3 separate regions of the Mus musculus genome follow, and all the other regions are linked to region 1. Evidence: chromatin contacts called from public promoter capture Hi-C data. All regions are on one chromosome and are shown on one strand. Each heading gives the region's core, a stretch centred on a gene start, on an enhancer-like site or on the middle of the called end of the contact. The rest is flanking DNA. Distances are from core to core; before and after follow the strand shown.

Evidence for each region. Promoter capture Hi-C pulls out the DNA fragments that hold promoters and counts their contacts.
Region 2: a promoter capture Hi-C map of hippocampal neurons shows a contact between it and region 1, with 5 times the contacts expected there. The contact joins the enhancer-like site here to the promoter of Fbxo28 in region 1. A contact is called at or near these places in 3 of 39 promoter capture datasets (the 3T3-L1 cell line, hippocampal neurons and liver) and 1 of 115 datasets of contacts at active chromatin or transcription factors (memory CD8 T cells).
Region 3: a contact with region 1 is called in a promoter capture Hi-C map of hippocampal neurons, with 4 times the contacts expected there. The contact joins the enhancer-like site here to the promoter of Fbxo28 in region 1. A contact is called at or near these places in 6 of 39 promoter capture datasets (the 3T3-L1 cell line, 3T3-L1-derived adipocytes, hippocampal neurons and 2 more).

Annotation. Positions count from the first base shown.
Region 1 is chr1:182,340,097-182,342,963 of GRCm38.p6, reverse strand. Fbxo28 (F-box protein 28) reads left to right here and starts at 1,358. Exons shown (of 5, transcript NM_175127.2): 1 at 1,358-1,641. The coding sequence starts at 1,375.
Region 2 is chr1:183,193,110-183,195,976 of GRCm38.p6, reverse strand. All of the region lies in intron 2 of Disp1 (dispatched RND transporter family member 1), which reads left to right. Among named protein-coding and RNA genes, the nearest start is that of Disp1, 27 kb to the left of the region's middle. Within about 2 kb of position 1,491, at least 28 of the 459 cell types and tissues checked have an H3K27ac peak or open chromatin away from gene starts, as enhancers often do.
Region 3 is chr1:183,154,314-183,157,180 of GRCm38.p6, reverse strand. The region is part of intron 3 of Disp1 (dispatched RND transporter family member 1); the gene reads left to right. Among named protein-coding and RNA genes, the nearest start is that of Disp1, 66 kb to the left of the region's middle. Within about 2 kb of position 1,385, at least 65 of the 459 cell types and tissues checked have an H3K27ac peak or open chromatin away from gene starts, as enhancers often do.

The DNA.
Region 1 (2,867 bases), core at 109-2,608:
GTGACACGCCTCCTTCAGCTAGGCCCCACCTCCCAAAGAAACCCCAAAGCGCAAGGCCAACTCAGAACTGAGTGTTCAAATATCTGAACTTGTAGGAAACAATCTTACCCAAACCACCACCAAGTCCAACCTGACTTTGTTTACTTCAGATGCAGAGTGTGTATTTTTATGCATGAAATAATACTACATTATGCTGGGTCACCTATGGGGCGTCCTAGTAAGAGGCACGTGATGATCTTTCCTCCCACAACTTGTGGTGGTACTCCTAATCATGTGATTATAAGCCTGTTCCCTGAATTTCTGTATCATACCTTTCTTATTTTGTGATTAATGCATTACATGAGAAGTGGGTTATTTTGAGACTACGTGCTACACCTTACCACAGGCTTGTCTTCTGGTTTTAGCATCTTTTCATTGGTTCTCACCTAAATTGATTCACAGAGAATAAAAGTCTTTTTTTTTTTTTTTTTTTTAAGCACACAATTCAGGTACTGGAGAGATGGCTTAGAGGTTAAGAGCACTGGCTATTCCTCCAGTGAGAAACAATGCACCCATTAACTGTCTGTTGTCTTCCACACTTCCCTTATTCCCAACTTCCACCAACCACGAATCCACTCTGTTTCAGTTAAGCAGTTGTAAACCAGCCAGTTGTTGGTGCTGGAAACCAAAGGCCAGTGTTGGTGCTGGAAACCAAAGGCCAGTGTTAGTGCTGGAAACCAAACTCGGGTCTTCTGGAAGTGCACCAAGTGTTGTAAGCTCGCTTGTGCTCTCTCTCTCTCTCTCTCTCTCTCGCCCCTGACTCTATGGACCTGCCTACATAGGGCATTTCACATAAAAGTAGTCGTATGGTGTGTGACTCTGTGTTTTTATTTCATTAATGTGCTTTCAGGGTTTACCTGTTGTCTTGTAGTTTTAAACTAGCGGTGTTTTATTCCTTTTTATATGCTGCAATTATCACTGTGACTCTTGGGAGATGCTGATCTAAATACAAATTTCCGTCTAAACTTATGAAGGTGATATGGTTTTTATCATCCTTTGGCGAGTTGCTTTTAAAGAAAACTGCTCCATTGTCGTTCCTTTTATCAGATGAAAGGGACTATGACGACCGCCTTTCTTAGGGTTTGCGGAATCCTTGCTCGTTTCCACTCTAACAAGGCAGTCTCCGATTTTAAAGAGCTACAACGACCACCTCTCTTGAAGTGTGCACTATCTTCCCTCCTTTCCGATGGACGCACCGAAAGCTCGCCTCTCTTTCCAGCTGTCATCCCACGAGCTCCTCCCTCTCCTTAAGCTCCCCCCCCCCCAGGAGGAGGAAGTGACGCACAGGAAGTGTCCCGATCCCCTTACATTGGAGGAAGGAATCAAACTCCCAAGATGGCGGCGGCGTCTGAGGAGCGGATGGCTGAGGAAGGAGGCGGCGGCCACGGCGACGGCGGCTCCTGTTCGGCTGCCGGCTCCGCTCAGCGACAGCCCCCGGCGCCCCCGTCGCAGGCCCCGCCGCCCGGGTCCCAGGCACCCGCCGCGCCCGCGCTGGCACCGGACCACCTGCCCCAAAACAACACACTGGTGGCGCTGCCCATCGTAGCCATCGAGAACATCCTCAGCTTTATGTCCTACGACGAAATTAGCCAGCTCCGCCTGGTGAGGGCCGAGGCCTGGGGAGGACCGGCGAGGGCGGCGCGTTCCTGGGGAGGGAGCCCCGCCGGCTCGGGACACGGAGCGCGCGCGTCCCCGGCAGCCGGGAAGTGGCGCTGGCGACGGCCGGCGGGGTGCTTGCTGCTGCCGCGCTGGCATCGCGACCGCCGGGCGGGCGAGGCTCCGCTCTGCGCCTCGCCCCGCCCCGAGGGTCTCCTCGCCCCTAGCCCGGGACGCGCCCGCCTGCGAGAAGTAACGGAGCGGGGCTTGGTGCCCTCCGCCCGGCTGGACCGGCGACAGGGACTCCCGAAGGGGCAGGCGCCTGCCTCGACTGCCCGCTCGGGCTCTGGAGTTCACTCCCAAGTGGGCAGAGGATCCCAGCCAGGCTTGGGTTGTGTTGCAAGAATAGTGTGTATTGTCCCTCCAACCCAGGCTTTCTGCTTGAAAAGGATGAAGGGGGTTTGGCTGTCCCCCCCCCACCCCCCCCCGCTCCCCCTTGAGCCCCAGTTGCGGTTCTAAGATTGCAGTTGTGTTGTGCGTTTAAAACCCCAGAGCCTTAGTTGCTCACTAAAGTAGAGCCCTGGGAGATGATGACCTGACTGGCTTTGCCTCCCTGACACTCCTTACTATAGCGAAGCAACTTGTCCCCTTGTCAAGCTATTACCCCCTCCCGCTTGTTTGCTTTTTTTTTTCAAATGTGCTTCAAGCCCACCCTCCTGCAGTCGGAGTGGTTTACTTATTATACCCTAAAAATAACACATTGTCCTAGCCAAAATTTAAAAAGAAAAAAAATTGCCATTGGAATTTTACTACATCCCTGAGGTTTGACCGAAGATTTGATGAATTACTTGGTTCAGGAAGATATCTCACTTCCTACCGGGGTATTTCCCCTTAGGTGGTTAGGAAATTGGAGGAGGTGGACATTTTGAAGTGGTTGTGAGCTGGTTTGATGTAGTCACTTAAATGTGCTCGGGATTGTTGATAAAAGGACAAAGACATCTTTCTGAATGTGCTGTGTGTGGCGGTTACTTATTCATCGCTATGCCATATTTTAGCCCTATTCTTCCATCTCTAAATTGACCAGTATTGTGTTTCAAAGGAAATCATCTTTAAAAACAGCTTGCAGTCATTCATTCAAACTCCGGGGCAGGTTTTGTGTGTGTTTCCCCACACTCTGTGGAATGGAAAATTTCTTCTGTTTAGAGTAGGTATTTCAGAATACAGTTGTCCTA
Region 2 (2,867 bases), core at 242-2,741, 850 kb before region 1:
GAGGGTGTCGGAACCCCTGGAACTGGGGTTGTAGCTGATAGCAACTGCTTTTTATATTAGTGATCAAAAACATGGGATAGTGGCAGAGTTTTGTACATATTGTATTTTTAAAGGTGTATACCATGGTAACATAGAACAGCATGTTTGCTTTAAAGGATTTTTAGTCTCTCTCTTTGTATCTAATAGTAGCATGATAAACCTCTTTGATTCTAACTAGTTAGGGAATCTGTGCAGATCTAAGGTCAACACAAACAGAAATGCAGCTTCACCACTGCACACACTGCATCCCAGCCACACTGACAAAGCAGAGCCAAGGGGAAGGGCGTGAAGACAGGCAGCGGTGCTCTGTCACTAGGTCACTTGTAACTGTGTGGGAACCTGAGGTGATGGACACTGCTCATCAAGTCTCTATAAATTTTGAGCTTTCATTTTAAGAATCAAATATTTGCACTATTTATTTTACTAAGTCATTTTTAAATAGCTTGGTCAGTCTTTATCCCCATCCCCAAACTGTGGGCTGAATTTAGAGCCTCCTGTGTGCCAGGCAGGTACCCTACCCTGAGCCACACCCCTTCCCACCTCGACTGTGGAAAACATCTCGAGACAGGCTCTTGCCCTGTTGCTCAGGCTGGGCTTGACTTTGTTCTGCAGCCCACAGAGCCCTGGAGCTCTATCTTCCCGTTTAGATTTCTGTGTAGATAGAATTACAGGCCTGTGTTGTTTTATGTGGTACATCTTACAAACTCTTAGTTATCTGTGCCCCGAGCCTAGAATGAAACATGGAGATGAGCCACCCCTGAGCAGTGTTAGCAGCGCAAGCAAGAGCTGAAGACTATTCGCACAGGAGTGAGTGAGCAGTGACTGGTGACACACAAAGCATCCACACCCCGGGGCTTTGAAAAGTCCGCATTAAAGGCTCCAAAGGGTAAAATCAAAACGGCCATCCCAAGACAAGAAGGAGACGAATGAAAGATGACGAAGAAACAGATGGCGCTGACAGTCATGGCTGCCCCACCTGGCATGGGGGTGAGGGCACAGGAGGCGTAGCCGGTCTAGTCAGCACGGAGTGGGGAAGCGTAGCAAGACTCGACAGAGGAGTCACTCCATTACCGTCTCCTACGGGTCCATCACAGTTCTTGCCACTTGGACGGATCCTGACGCATTGGTATCAATTCTCCTGCCCTACGTGAACTGATTTCGGAGAGGGAAGAGTTAAGCCTAGTGACCTCACCTAAGCTTTATTATAGTAATGGGGGAATCAGGGTGAAGGGAGAGTTCCTTGTGCAACAAGTGAAAGAAAGGAGGCTTTCAAGTGCAGCCTAGAAGGTGGGCGTTTGGTGGTGTTTTTTTTTTTTTTTTTTTTTTTTTTTTTTTAAGAAAAAATATGGCTAATTGAGCAGGCTTTTTGAATTAAACCTTCTTATGCTTGATTGCACACTGAAGTATTGACTCTTTGGAGTGTATCTGTATCAGTGCTGGCTAATCTGCCTTTCGTTATGCAATGGGCAGCCGATCCAGCTTTCATTTTAAGACAGTCCTCGGTGCACTTGACCACTAAAACACATTCCAGCATTTGCTGTTCATTAGTGTCGTGACCGAAACAAAAATACTTTAATGCTTGATCCCAGAGTAGTTTGAAGTTAGTATAACTTTGCTCAGAAGGTATTTAAGCTTTAGTATCAGTTTCAAATAGGCCATGAGCCAACTTTCCAAGCTGTTTCTGAGTAAGACTGAGTTTTTCTGAATATAAAAAAATACATGATATGGCACTGTGCCATGTGGAGGGAACAGAATGGAACAATTACCCCAGGATTTGTACTGATAATTGTCATTCCAAGTGAGTCCTCTAAGATACTGTGAAGTGGGTAGAGGAACTCTGTCAACAGTTTGCTAAAATTTAGTTTTCAGTCATGAAGGATGAACTTTGAATATAAAAAGAGGACTGGGTTTGAACAGTAATTGAAGTTTCAACCCACTCTGTGAACTGATGCAGGACAGCAGTATCCAGAGATAGCACGGCAGAGTAGAGGGTAGCAGTGTAGACACAGCACACTAGAGCAGAGAGGGTGACAGTGTAGACACAGAACATGCTGGGTGGAGGCCGTATGAGGGTAGGAGGTAGGAAGCACATGGCTCCCGGGTCGGGGTCAGCTGTGACCAGGTTTGCAATATAGAGAGACTGTTTCTGGCTGATGGAGGATAGTTGTGCCTTCAGGCTGTTAGTTAGTTCATGTGGTCTCAGTAGAGTCACTACTCAGAGGCTGTTAGGACACAGGCAGACCTACAGTGGAAAGACACTTTGCTGTGACTAATTCTGTGTGTTATTACATACTCTCCATTAGGATTTTTATGGCTTATGCATACTGTTTGAATTTTGTAGCTGTATGAAAGCACAGCATTTTAAGAACTCTATGAACGGAGTTTTCGTGACTCTACTGCATTCGCTCTTTATCTGGAGATGCAGGCTTCCCATGACCTGCATGAAAGTCAGGCCTTACATCCGTATTTCTATCCGCCCTCAAGTTGTCCCAGACATGGCAGGTAAAATTAACCCTTTCTGCCAACTTCTGTGTTCTTTTGATCCATCCTCATGACATGTGAGCACTTTCTCACATTCTGTGATGAGAAGATACTCTAGTTTCATCCAGCACATTCCAGCCTTAACTAACTCTGAGCTTAGCTGATTTGCTAAAATTGTTAGCTAAGTAAAACTGTGTCCGTGACTTTCAAGTTCCATGGACCGACCGGCAAGACTTGAAGAAAGCAATGTTGTAGGTCCCTGTGTAGCACATGTGCCCACATTTGTCTCTTCTTTTTATTCATTCCAACGCTGACAATGAGTAATACATCCTCCCGACACTGATTGG
Region 3 (2,867 bases), core at 136-2,635, 810 kb before region 1:
CATAGGCAGGCTGACTAGATGGCACAGTGGGTAGAGGTGCTTGTCACTAAGTCACGATCCCAGTTCAATCCCCAAGCTCCACATAGTGAAAGTCTCCTGCAGGTTGATTCCTGCAGGTTGTTCTCTCACTCCTGCAGTGTGCATGTCCTGGTGTGTTTATACACACATACATACATCATGCACCATACATATACATACACACATACATACATATATGCACACACATACATGTGCATGCATACAAAATTTTTCTTTAATTAAAAAAAGGAAAAGGCACTCATTTGTCACTGTGGGACCAGTCAGCTCAGATCTAGAAATGTGATGAGCAGCCCTATAAAACTCAATTTTTTAACAGTCTCAAGAGACACAAAGTCATTAAGAACATAGTAACAAAGACTGAGTTCATTCATTCACCCCTGAGAAAGCTCCAGTTATCTTGGGTGCTGCTTCTAAGTTGGTTTTCCCAGTTGTCTACAGTGACTATAGATGTCTTTAGCTTGGCCAATGAGAGGAAGTAGAACTTTAAGAGTGGATTCTAGTGGCAGGTTCATAGTTCATTCTGAACTAAGGGGAATCCTAAAAAGGGATCTAGGCCCTTTCCTTTCTTTTACTCCCTAGCCATAGGGTGAGTGATTTTGTGTTTAACCACAGGCCCAAAAGCAGTGGGACCAGTTGACCTATCGAACCTTGAAACCCTTGCCAAATAAGTCCATTCTCTCTGTATTCTTGGTCTCTGCTTGGTTTCTCAGGTATTTGTTAAAAGGACAGGAAGCTAATGCCATTGATTAAATCATCCCATGTATTGTTAAAATGATGAACAGCTAACACAGAAAGACAATTACTTCCAATACTTAACAATTCTCTAATTTTTTTAAAAGATTTGTTGTCTGTGAATGTGTGTGTCTGCATTTGTATATGTACCATGTACTAGTTAGTGTGTGTGTGTGTGTGTGTGTGTATTTGCATGTTTTTGTATCTGCATGTGTTGTCTGCATTTTTGTACATATCCAGTGTGTGTGTGCATGTGTGCGTGTGTGTGTGCATAGTGCATGTGTCTATACATGTACATCCAGAGTATGTGTAGGTCTGAGGGGCTTTCAGTAACTTTTTCTCTCCTTCTTCCTGGAGTTTCAGAGGTCCAAGCTGGGCCTTCTGGCTTGTTAAGCCATCTTGATGACCTCCAAAGTTAAAATTCTTCAGTGAAAGTAAGAAGTGTGTTTTAATTCTACGTAAGAAGTTTGAGGCTTGCACTTCTCCATAGGAAAGGTCTGAGCCTGATTCTTGGTGCTGGTCTGACTCCCAGCAAAGCCAGCAGGGTGTGGATGTGAATTCCAAGGCATCACACTTGGCAGAGGAAGGAGGGAGGATTACATTGCCTAAGGTCCCACAGGGGTGGGAGGGGGGTGCATCATGTTCCTCGCTGAGGCATCCTGAGGGAATGAGACTGTAGACCACTAAGTGGAGCTCGTAGGGAGCCTTGGACACTGAGGTAACTAACCAGCAGAGCAACTGAGATAACTAACTAGCAGCTCGACAAAGCTCACGCCTTAACTTAGGAACAAAGCAGAGCTTGCTAGCTTCATTTCTGTGGCTCCTCAGAGCTATTTTTATATCCTTTATTTCCCTGTTGTGTAAGGTACTGGCAATGACAGGCCTTTGCAAAGTACGAGTACTAATACTAATATTGTAGTATGAATCTTTCTTCTGGATGAATTGCTGTTTTGTTTTAAGGCAAAAGTCATCTTGGCAGTACCCTGTTGACAACTTAACTTGGAACTTCAATGCAGTGCCCTACCTAGGAAATGCAGTACTTTTCTCGAGATGAGTAACTGTGTAAGGACTGAAGAGAATGCTCTGCAGATAAGGTGCTTGCTAGCAAGCCTGATACCCGAGTTTGATCTCCAGGACCCCATAGTTGAAGGAGAACTGACTCCCACACATTGTTTTCTACACCCCATCCACCCGCCCACACAGCTTAAAAATGGTGTAAGCTTGGTTTTTGTTGTTATGCTTTGTACTCAAAGTGTCTGGGTGCCTCTCTTCTTTGTCATTTCTTCACCAATTCAGTGCCTAAACCAATGCTTTGCTCTGCATGTCAGGCCATTTTCATGGTAAGATTAAGGTGTGAGTTTTGTAACTGAGGAGTTTACACGCATGAAAGAGTTTCCTCCCACACTGGCATTAGAACTGCCAACTAGGTTATGTGAGTAGGACCTGAATGTGTTAACAAGGAGCCCTGTTTTCTCTCCTGAAGTGGTTGAGATGCCTTCTGCAGGCTCTGCCTGGCCCCAGACTTTGGTAAGTTACCCCAGCGGGGTTGGGACAGCACCTTGTCACAGTCACACTTCCCAACGCTGGAGCTGGAGCTGTCACTGCTGGCTCCTCAGGAGAAACATAATTCTGCCACTGTGAGTGACTGTAGGCAGCTAGGCCCTGCTGAGGGTTTCAGTATGGAGTCACTTCCAGTGACTGAGGCCACAGCTGCTTCCCTGCGGTGGATGGCACATCGAGATGGTTTTTGTTTCCATATTGTGATTTTGTTTTTCTTTTTGAGATGGGGGTGGGGTATTGCTTTCTTACACAAAGTAGTTTTGAATTCCTGAACTTCACTGATCCTGCTGCCTTAGTCCTCTGAGTAACTAGGGAGACGGGGAGACAGGCCAGCAGTGTGAGCCAGCAGACTCACACCATTTCAGGGTTTTAAGTGGCTCTGCTGAGTGGACTCTGCCATGCCCTTAAGGATTCAGGGCCCTTTGAACTGTCCAGGGTCCAAGCCTGGTTGCCAGTGCAGTCCATTTACATCAATGTTTGCTTTCAGCCAAGCCCGAATTTTAAGTCTGACAACACTGCCCTTCCAGGATATCTTG